3 separate regions of the Mus musculus genome follow, and all the other regions are linked to region 3. A link is a contact called in public HiChIP or PLAC-seq and promoter capture Hi-C data. All regions are on one chromosome and are shown on one strand. The core of a region is the stretch at or near the end of the contact, and the rest is flanking DNA. Distances in the headings are between cores, read along the strand shown. Region 1 holds the start of Eprn (ephemeron, early developmental lncRNA). Region 2 has its middle 27 kb from the start of Slc12a7. Region 3 holds the start of Ahrr (aryl-hydrocarbon receptor repressor).

Region 1 (2,700 bases), core at 3-2,502, 940 kb before region 3:
CACCCTATTTGTTGCTTCTTGCTACCAAAATTATAGTCTATCCTGTGCAGATAGCTCCTTTGAGCTTGATACAATATGTAGGACTCCATTTTCTTAGGTGGGTTTCTTCTCTGCCCGATCTGGGGAACCCGACCTCTGACCCACAATCTTCTACCTGAAGAATGTCACATAGTCCTCCCTCCCCCACCCTTGCCCCAACCCCAAACTTGCCCTGCACATATCTGGAATTCCTGGAATGCCTTTCCACACAAAGGAGACATTCACAGTACTTTAAACTCCAATGAAACTTAACCCTAAGAAGAACCCCTTCCCACTATCCAGGGGTGTATGCATGCAAACCCACCCCAAATAAAGGAATACTCACAAACTAAGATTGTCTAAGAGAGCTGTTCCATTAAAATCCGGGGAGATGTCTCCCTTTGTGATTTCTTTTTGTTTCTACTTCCATTTTTAGATCCTGGATGGTTTTGTTTAATTCCTTCATCTGTTCAGTTGTGTTTTCCTGAAATTCTTTAAGGGATTTTTGTTTCCTCTTTAAAGCTTCTATTTGTTTACTTGTGTTCTCCTGTACTTCTTTAAGGGAGTTATTTATGTCCTTCTTAAAATCCTCTATCAGCATAATGAGATGTGATTTTTAAATCCATATCTTGCTTTTCCGGTGTGTTGAGGTATCCAGGACTTGCTGTGATGGGAGAACTGGGGTCTGATGCCAAGTAGCCTTGGTTTCTGTTGGTAAGGTTCTTGCGCTTGCCTTTTGCCATCTGGTTATTTCTGGTGTTGGTCTTTCTGTCTCTGGCTGGAGCTTGTCCCTCCTGTGGGCCTGCAAGCCCTGTCAGCACTCCTGGGAGACCAGCTCTCTCTGGCGGAACCTGTGTAGAGAGGGCTGTGGAACAGCCTTAGCTCCAGGCTCAGATGGCGACCAGAAGGATTCTGTCCAAGAGGGGTGTTGGGGGGGGGGAGAACCAGAAAAGGGGATAACATTTGAAATGTAAATAAAGAAAATATCTAATAAAATCCCTGGAGAAGCCCCCTCTCGGCCCCCATTCCCACCCCGGCTCTGCCCCAGCTCTTTCCCTACAGACCTCACCTCTTCTGGCCTCTGCTTCCTTCCAGCCTGGTGTGTAGCAGTGCCTAGACACCATGAGGGAAGAAATAGAGTACACATACCACACCTATTACATGGGGATTCCAGTCGATCCCTGCTGTTGAAAATCCAACTACTCCTCCCCAACCACTGAAGGTAATCTGTGATCCCTTTAGGCAGGGACTAGCCCCTCCTCTTAACGTCATGGAAGTAGTTAAAAGATTAACTGACCATCACCCTTCTGCTCCCTGAAGAGATTTTTGGACCACACCTCTCAAGGAGAAATTAGGACCTGAGAACAGGGACTGAAATGAAACATTAAGGTTAATATATGAAATGTGGCAGCCTCAGAGGAACTGGCAGCCCTTAGCCTATCTGGGCTTCATTTAACCAAGGGAACATGCTTAGAAAAGCCCCGATAGACAAAATTAGGCAAAATGGATACTATGCAACAACACAGGTGAAATGGATATTATGTAACATAATGGTTCCTATCATGGGAGCTACAGCTTTGAGATGAGTTTAAGAGGACACCATTCAGCTTCATCTTTTTTTTTATGGTAAGTAGTCTATCAGGCATGCAAGGTATGGTAGGTGTCTATGATGAGGAGAGATTCCAACGCCAGGCCAAAAAGCCTGTCTACTTTCGAACTGTTGGTCAGTGTTGTCTAAGAGCCTCCTAAAACCTCATAGGCCATTTAAGAGGACACCATTCAGCTTCATCTTTTTTTTTTTATGGTAAGTAGTCTATCAGGCATGCAAGGTATGGTAGGTGTCTATGATGAGGAGAAATTCCAACGCCAGGCCAAAAAGCCTGTCTACTTTCGAACTGTTGGTCAGTGTTGTCTAAGAGCCTCCTAAAACCTCATAGGCCGTTGCTATTTCACTTGGCTGCCTGCCAGAGGTAGAAAGTAAGTCCCCATTCCTGGAGACACCGTGCACTTCAGACACAGGACTAAAAGCACCTGAGCTGGAACTGACCTGAAAGCCTCTTTTCTGAAAACTAAACTTCATGGTACCAGAAAGGCTCCATCCCAGCTTCTAAAGGAAGACAGCAAACAATAGTCTACCCAGCTATGACACCTGTGTACCACAGTTATGATCAGAGTGGCATGATAGCCCCAAAGGTACAGGAGTGGCATCCAAATCTTGACTCTAACTGTAGTGGTTTGAACAGGTTTGGCCCCCATAGACTCACGTATCTGAGCATGCTCGGCCCAGGGAGTGGCACTATTAGGAGGTGTGGCCTCGTTGGAGTAGGTGTGGCCTTGTTGGAGGAAGTGTGTCATTGTAGGGGTGGGATTTGATACCCCTCTCCTTGATGCCTGGAAGACAGTCTTCTTCCTGGCTGCCTTCAGATCAAGATGCAGAATTCTCAGCTCCTTCTCCAACACCATGTCTGCCTGGATGCTCCAATGTATTCTGGCATGATGATAATGGACTGAACCCTGAAACTGTAAGGCAGCCCCAATTAAATGTTGTCCCTTATAAGAGTTGCCTTGGTCATGGTGTCTGTTCACAACAATGAAATCCTAAGACAGTAACCAATAGCTCTCTAGTTAGACTTAGAACCCTTTGATCTCTGGTCCTCTGGAAGATCAGTCAGTGTTCTTAAC
Region 2 (2,700 bases), core at 80-2,579, 560 kb before region 3:
CATGATACATGGGTGCTGGACCAGCTGACCCTTTGGCTCAGACCAGCACCCTTGAGTATTTTGGTCTCATCTCATTAGGTGGGGTATGCAAGAGTAGATTGCACACAGTGGCATGGATGGTCTCCCTTTGCTGTGTGGAGGGATATGAGCGTGATATTGTGTCTCATGTCTGCAGAGCCTGCTCAGCCTTATGTCCCATTAGACACATGTCTCAATGCTGAGCTTTTGAACTGTGTTCTGTTTACTTAGATGAAGATGGCACCCATAAAGGGACAGAAGTGAGTCTGCCACTTGCTAGGTGTGACTCCCTGTTCCCTGGTTGTTATTGTATCTCCAGTGAGCAGCGGGGCAGAGGGAAAGGTGCATGGGCCAAGGGGTGATGATGACTCAGCACAAAAGACCCACAGGAAAGATCTTGGCCCCGTGGCAAGGGTCCAGAGAGAAGGCCCTCTCTGCTGTCTAGCTGAAGGGATTGTGGTGAGAGTTCTCATGGCCAGTGACAAAGGTGATCTCAGAACCATTTACCATCACAGTCACCAAGTGGACAGTCACTGAGAGTGCCCCCCAGACAGAAGGGCCAAGGAAAAGAAGTCTCCAGATAGCAAAAAGAGCCATATGTGCAAGGCTTCCCAAGGAGAGCTCCTGGGAGATCCTCACAGCCTAGAAGGTCATAAGTGGCTTGGGGCACTCTCTGTCTTCCCCCGTTCGTTCTCCTGCCCTGCCTGGCATTTGGGCTGCAGACTCCTGTGGTTTCACTCCTGTCCAGGACAAAGACCAATATGGGTCCCTGATTGGAGGTTGGCATTTTGCTTCCCGTCACTGTTATGGCTGGTAGGACCACATGTCTGCCAATCCTTGATAATTATATTTGGAGGGGTGGTGGTTCAGGGCTTGACTACAGAGATCTAGTGTCTCCTGGAGACCCAGATCAAGAGAACATCTCACCTTCTACAACAATGCCCTCTTCAGTCAGGTACCCAGTATGTCCAAGCTGAAGTCCTGATGTGTACATATTTCCACATGTGTGTGTGGCTGTGAGTCTATGTGTCCTTGTGTGTCTCCTTACTATCTGCAGTGTCTCTATGCTGTGAATATATGTTTTCTTGTGTCTCTCTACTTATATGTATGTTGTCTTCATATGAGTTCTATGATGTATATATGTCATGTTTTCTCTTTGTGTCTCTGTGTGCCTGTATATTATCTGTGTGTTTACATGTTGTGTCTATTCTATCTGCATGCGTGTTTGTGTGTGGCCTCCAGTGCTGTCTTGTCTCTGTGCTGTCTCTTTGTTGTCTCTAGTGTCACATGTGAGTTAGTGTTGCCTTGGTGTGCCTGTTTTCCTGTTACCTATGAGTCTCTGTGTTCACCACAAGTAGCTCTGTGGTTTGTTGCTTAGCATATTTTCTGTGGCCTCTGAGGAAGTTTCTACAAGAACACTTCTAAGTTAGGCCCGTGAGGAGTGCCAGCTCCGTGGTGTGTTCACACATTGGGCAATGTCTCTCACTACAGTTCTAGGTCTTGCTTAGGGAGAGTCTTGGTAAAATTGTATCCCAAGCCTTGCCTGGGTTTCCTGTACAGAAATACTACTAGGCTGCCTCCCTTCAGGCTGCTGAGGCTGGAGAGCTAATGGCCAGGCTCTGGTGCCTGAAAACCTGCAGCCCGCTGGGCAGACTGTTTACTTTTTGCTTAAATATTTCATAGGGTGTGGCCCTCCTGGTAATCGGTGAGATGCCTCTAGCTCTCGGTGAGCAGCGCCAGCTCAAGTTCTGTCACTTTGCTGTGAAAGAAGCCTTGCTTTGGTGATTGTTAACCTGGCCCAACAAGAAAATGCTCCATGCATGTCCTGTTCTCTTCTTTGCTAATAATATTTAATTTGGCTTCTTCCCCCCCTAACTCCCAACTGGAATAGGCTAGGGTTGAGACTCATCACATCACATATGGGAAGGAATTTTCTTTAAATAAAGGAACAACATCCAAAAGAGACTCACAACCAGATAGGAAGAACCTGTGTTGGAGGCCTCGGATGGGGTTGACCCTGAGCTAGCCTCCCGGTGCTGGTGCAGACCCTGCAGCAAAGCAGGGAACCTTGACCCCAGGGCATTCAAGATGACAACCATTCTGGTGTCACCTGCCTAATAGGAGAAACAAATACATGAAAACTTCCGTGTCCAGGTGACACCCACCCTCTCCAACCTGCTAGAGGGACAAACACATAGGAATGGTTGTGTTCAAGAGGACACTTGGCCTTCCTCAACCTGATGGAGTAACAGACACTTGAGCATCTGTGTCTAGGGTACCCCAGCGTGAACTAAAGCAGCTTCAGCTGCAGAGGAAGCAACTGGATGACATTGGTAGTGCTATTCACATGTAGAAATGGGTCTGTGGGGATCCAGCTCTGTGTGTGTGTGTGTGTGTGTGTGTGTGTGTGTGTGTGTGTGTGTGTGTGATGCCAGTTACTGCATGCTTGTTAAAGTGGAGGAAGACAGTTCCTAAACCCACAAGGTAAACAAACTGCAGGGACAGAAGAATCTGTTAAATATGAATAGGAAGGACACTGGCAAATTATCTACCTGGTAATGGATCAACTTCTGTAACTTGGCAACTAAAACACCCACCCCCCTCCAAAAAATGTTTAAAAAATGGACAAAGGGACTGGGGATACAGCTCAGTGACAAAGCATTGCCTAGAAAAGGCCTTGGG
Region 3 (2,730 bases), core at 89-2,588:
CAGTCAAATGGTCTATTACAATATCATCAGATGGTTGGCAATAGACACCTCACAGGGCTGCTGGATTAGCTCAGTAGGTATCCTAGTCTGGAATAATCAGCACTTGGCCATGCCCCTGCTCATGAAAAAAGACAGCCACTGCTCACTGCGTCAGGGTCTCATACCAAGGCAGGCCACTCCCCATGATGGGCAAAAGTGAACCAGACTCTGAGGCCTAGAGTGTCTCCTACTATGAGTTCCTTGATCAGGCTAGGAGAAGTTAAATTACACTGTACAGTACCCCCAAGCTCTGGGGTATCACCCAAGGTGTACACATAAGCTTCTCCTAGAGTTGAGCCTCTAAGTTTAGCTGGATACAGTCCTGAGGAGCCAAGTTACACCTCGCACCCCGGACAAGGGTAGCCAAAGTGAGAAAGATCTCATGAATCCAAACCGTAGAAACAGCTGCAAAAAATAGACCTTTTGGAGGGTGGGGGGACCCTTGTACTAGAACTGTGCAAAGCCTGAACCTCCTTCCAGGAGAAGCCCCGGGAGGGGAACGAGAGTTGTCCCCAATAGAGAGAGCTCTCCAACTGGGACTGGGGAAGCAACACAAGGCCGAGGACTCCAGGGTTTGTACCACTAAGATTTTCAGCAACACCAGGGTCCTGTCTCTTTCTGAAAGAAGCCATACACCGTAATTTTCTGCTTCTCAAAATTGGAGAAGGCAAATATTTCTGGTGCCACTAATTGGACAATTCCCGGAATGGTGGAAGTCCCTCCAAAGCGTGAATCCCTTGTTACTGCCCTCTGATCTCCATGAAAGGGCTTGCTACTGCGCCACTTTCGCTGGCTGTGCCCGTGGTGCTCCAGTCCCAGGGATAGCTAAGGCGGCCTGTGAGGAGCCCCCTTGCCATCATCTGCAAAAAACTTCTAAAAGACATTAGGTCCAAGGCAAAAGGACTCTCCAATGCGGGACAGGTATTCCCTGGCTCATTTTCGGGAGTGAAGGAGTTTGGGGACAGGATACCCAAGTCAAGAGAAAACTGACTCCTCAAAACTGAAGAACCTGACTGGCTTCCCTCAAAGGTCTGATGCCAAGAGAGAAGCCCCTGGAGTGCCCATCACTTTCAGCAATTCTGGACCCTCCAGATGCAAAAATGTGTAGCAGAAGGGGCCCCAGACCAAGCTGGACAATCTCAGAGTGGCTACAGCAGAGGCAAAGACCAGAGAGCCCCGTGAAGTCCAAGAGTACTTACCCGGGGCAGGCGGGGCGCAGAAGATCGGGCGCGCCCGCTGAGGGAGCCGCGGAGGCCAGGAGCTGTCAGCTCTCTCATCTCTGGGACCTGGCCTCAGACTAGAGAAGGAAAGCCCCACCCCAGCACGCGAGCCGCCCCGCCCGAAGCGGCAGACGCAAGGGAAAAGCGGCAGAGGGCGCACGCACATCCTTGTCCCTGCCTGCCACGCGCCCTTTCAATATTTAGGGTCCCCGGGTCTGAGTGCCTGGATAGGGTGTCACCGCTTGCTCTTCGGGTACCCGTGATCTTTGTGCCTAAATATGTTTTTACCCGGGCCTTTGGAGATCCCAGAGCAAGCCTCCAGTTTGTGCACCAAATCCCACCTGGTCCTAAGAAAATCCAGGGAGTCCTTCCTTTTGCGGAGCTGTGGGTTGGGGCCCCTTGGCCCCTGGGGCCAGAGAATGAGATCAGAATAGGTAACCAAGACTTAGCGTGTTCCTCCTTTCTTGCGCTATAGAGTTGTTTGGAAAATAAAAAAGATTAAAGATACAGTATGTTTATACTTTGCAAAGCATAAAGTATTAGTTTGCTACTTTCTGACACAGAATTTACCAAGAATGAGAAATATTAGGTACATTGGGGTCTTTCAGGGGACATTCTCGTCTAAGCTTTTCAGGACACCACATGGTGGATAGGCTCAGCCCTAAACATACCTATTCGGCTGTCCCGCCTGGCCTAGGCATCGTGACTCTTACTAACAAGCACAAGGTTCAGAGACTCCTGGAATCTCTGAAGTTCTTCGTGTGGGCAGTCTGCTCTCCATGTCCCACCCCTCATCCAGTCCCTCCCACCTTCCACCTAGGCACCCAGTCCTGATTTTGACCCTGCCCACGTTTCAGGCTCTTGGGAAGCACCCGAGTATCACACTGTCCATTGGCTAGGGTTCCTCCAAAGTACCCTTGCTTGCTTCTGCTCCTTAGATTTGAACTGGCTGTTTGTTCTGAAGGCATTCTCTTCCCTACAAGGGAACAAGGGACCAGCCCTGGGATCTCAGAAGTAAAAGGTACTTTGCCTCTTCTGTGCACAGCTCTGAACGTGAACAACTAGTTCGCGAGTTTTGTCAGAGAATCTGGAAACATAAGGGCAGTTCTGTTCTCTATTTTGTAAACAACTCTGCGTGGCAGACAACAGAGGCTCAGCAATAATGGTTGGATAAATGTATTTATATTGGGTTTTTGTATCAGACAACGTGCACCTACACTACCATGTTTTTTGTTTATTTTTGGTTTTGTTTGTTTGCTTGCTTGTTTGTTTCTAGATAGAGTTTCTCAGTGTAACTCTGGCTTTCCTAGAACTCAGAGATCCACCTGCCTGTCTCCTGAGTGTTGGGATTAAAGGCGTGTGCCGTCACCACCTGGCTCACTACCACAGTTTTTTTAAAAAAAATGATTAATTGTATTTTAATCTGTTTTTTTTTTAATGTAAACTATGCCTAGAAAAACTTGGTCTGTTA

The links. Promoter capture Hi-C pulls out the DNA fragments that hold promoters and counts their contacts. HiChIP or PLAC-seq counts read pairs in DNA pulled down with a chosen protein or histone mark.
Region 1: a promoter capture Hi-C map of pre-B cells shows a contact between it and region 3, with 2.4 times the contacts expected there. The contact joins the promoter of Eprn here to the promoter of Ahrr in region 3. A contact is called at or near these places in 1 of 39 promoter capture datasets (pre-B cells) and 1 of 115 datasets of contacts at active chromatin or transcription factors (bone marrow-derived macrophages).
Region 2: a contact with region 3 is called in a FOXA1 HiChIP or PLAC-seq map of pancreatic cancer cells. The contact joins the enhancer-like site here to the promoter of Ahrr in region 3. A contact is called at or near these places in 8 of 39 promoter capture datasets (the C10 cell line, cranial neural crest, embryonic stem cells and 5 more), 1 of 15 datasets of contacts at CTCF or cohesin (large pre-B cells), 23 of 484 Hi-C or Micro-C datasets (B cells, the G1E-ER4 cell line, the N1E-115 cell line and 9 more), 3 of 115 datasets of contacts at active chromatin or transcription factors (astrocytes, extraembryonic endoderm stem cells and pancreatic cancer cells) and 1 of 9 other capture datasets (embryonic stem cells).

What each region holds. Positions count from the first base shown.
Region 1 is chr13:73,346,132-73,348,831 of GRCm38.p6, forward strand. It overlaps Eprn (ephemeron, early developmental lncRNA), which reads right to left and starts at 1,253. Exons shown (of 3, transcript NR_045293.1): 1 at 1,088-1,253; 2 at 365-930.
Region 2 is chr13:73,735,737-73,738,436 of GRCm38.p6, forward strand. It overlaps a transcript of Slc12a7 not described here. Among named protein-coding and RNA genes, the nearest start is that of Slc12a7, 27 kb to the right of the region's middle. Within about 2 kb of position 1,330, at least 45 of the 459 cell types and tissues checked have an H3K27ac peak or open chromatin away from gene starts, as enhancers often do. A contact at or near this core is called in olfactory sensory neurons and pancreatic cancer cells, where this site is marked.
Region 3 is chr13:74,290,993-74,293,722 of GRCm38.p6, forward strand. It overlaps Ahrr (aryl-hydrocarbon receptor repressor), which reads right to left and starts at 1,339. Exons shown (of 11, transcript NM_009644.3): 1 at 1,239-1,339.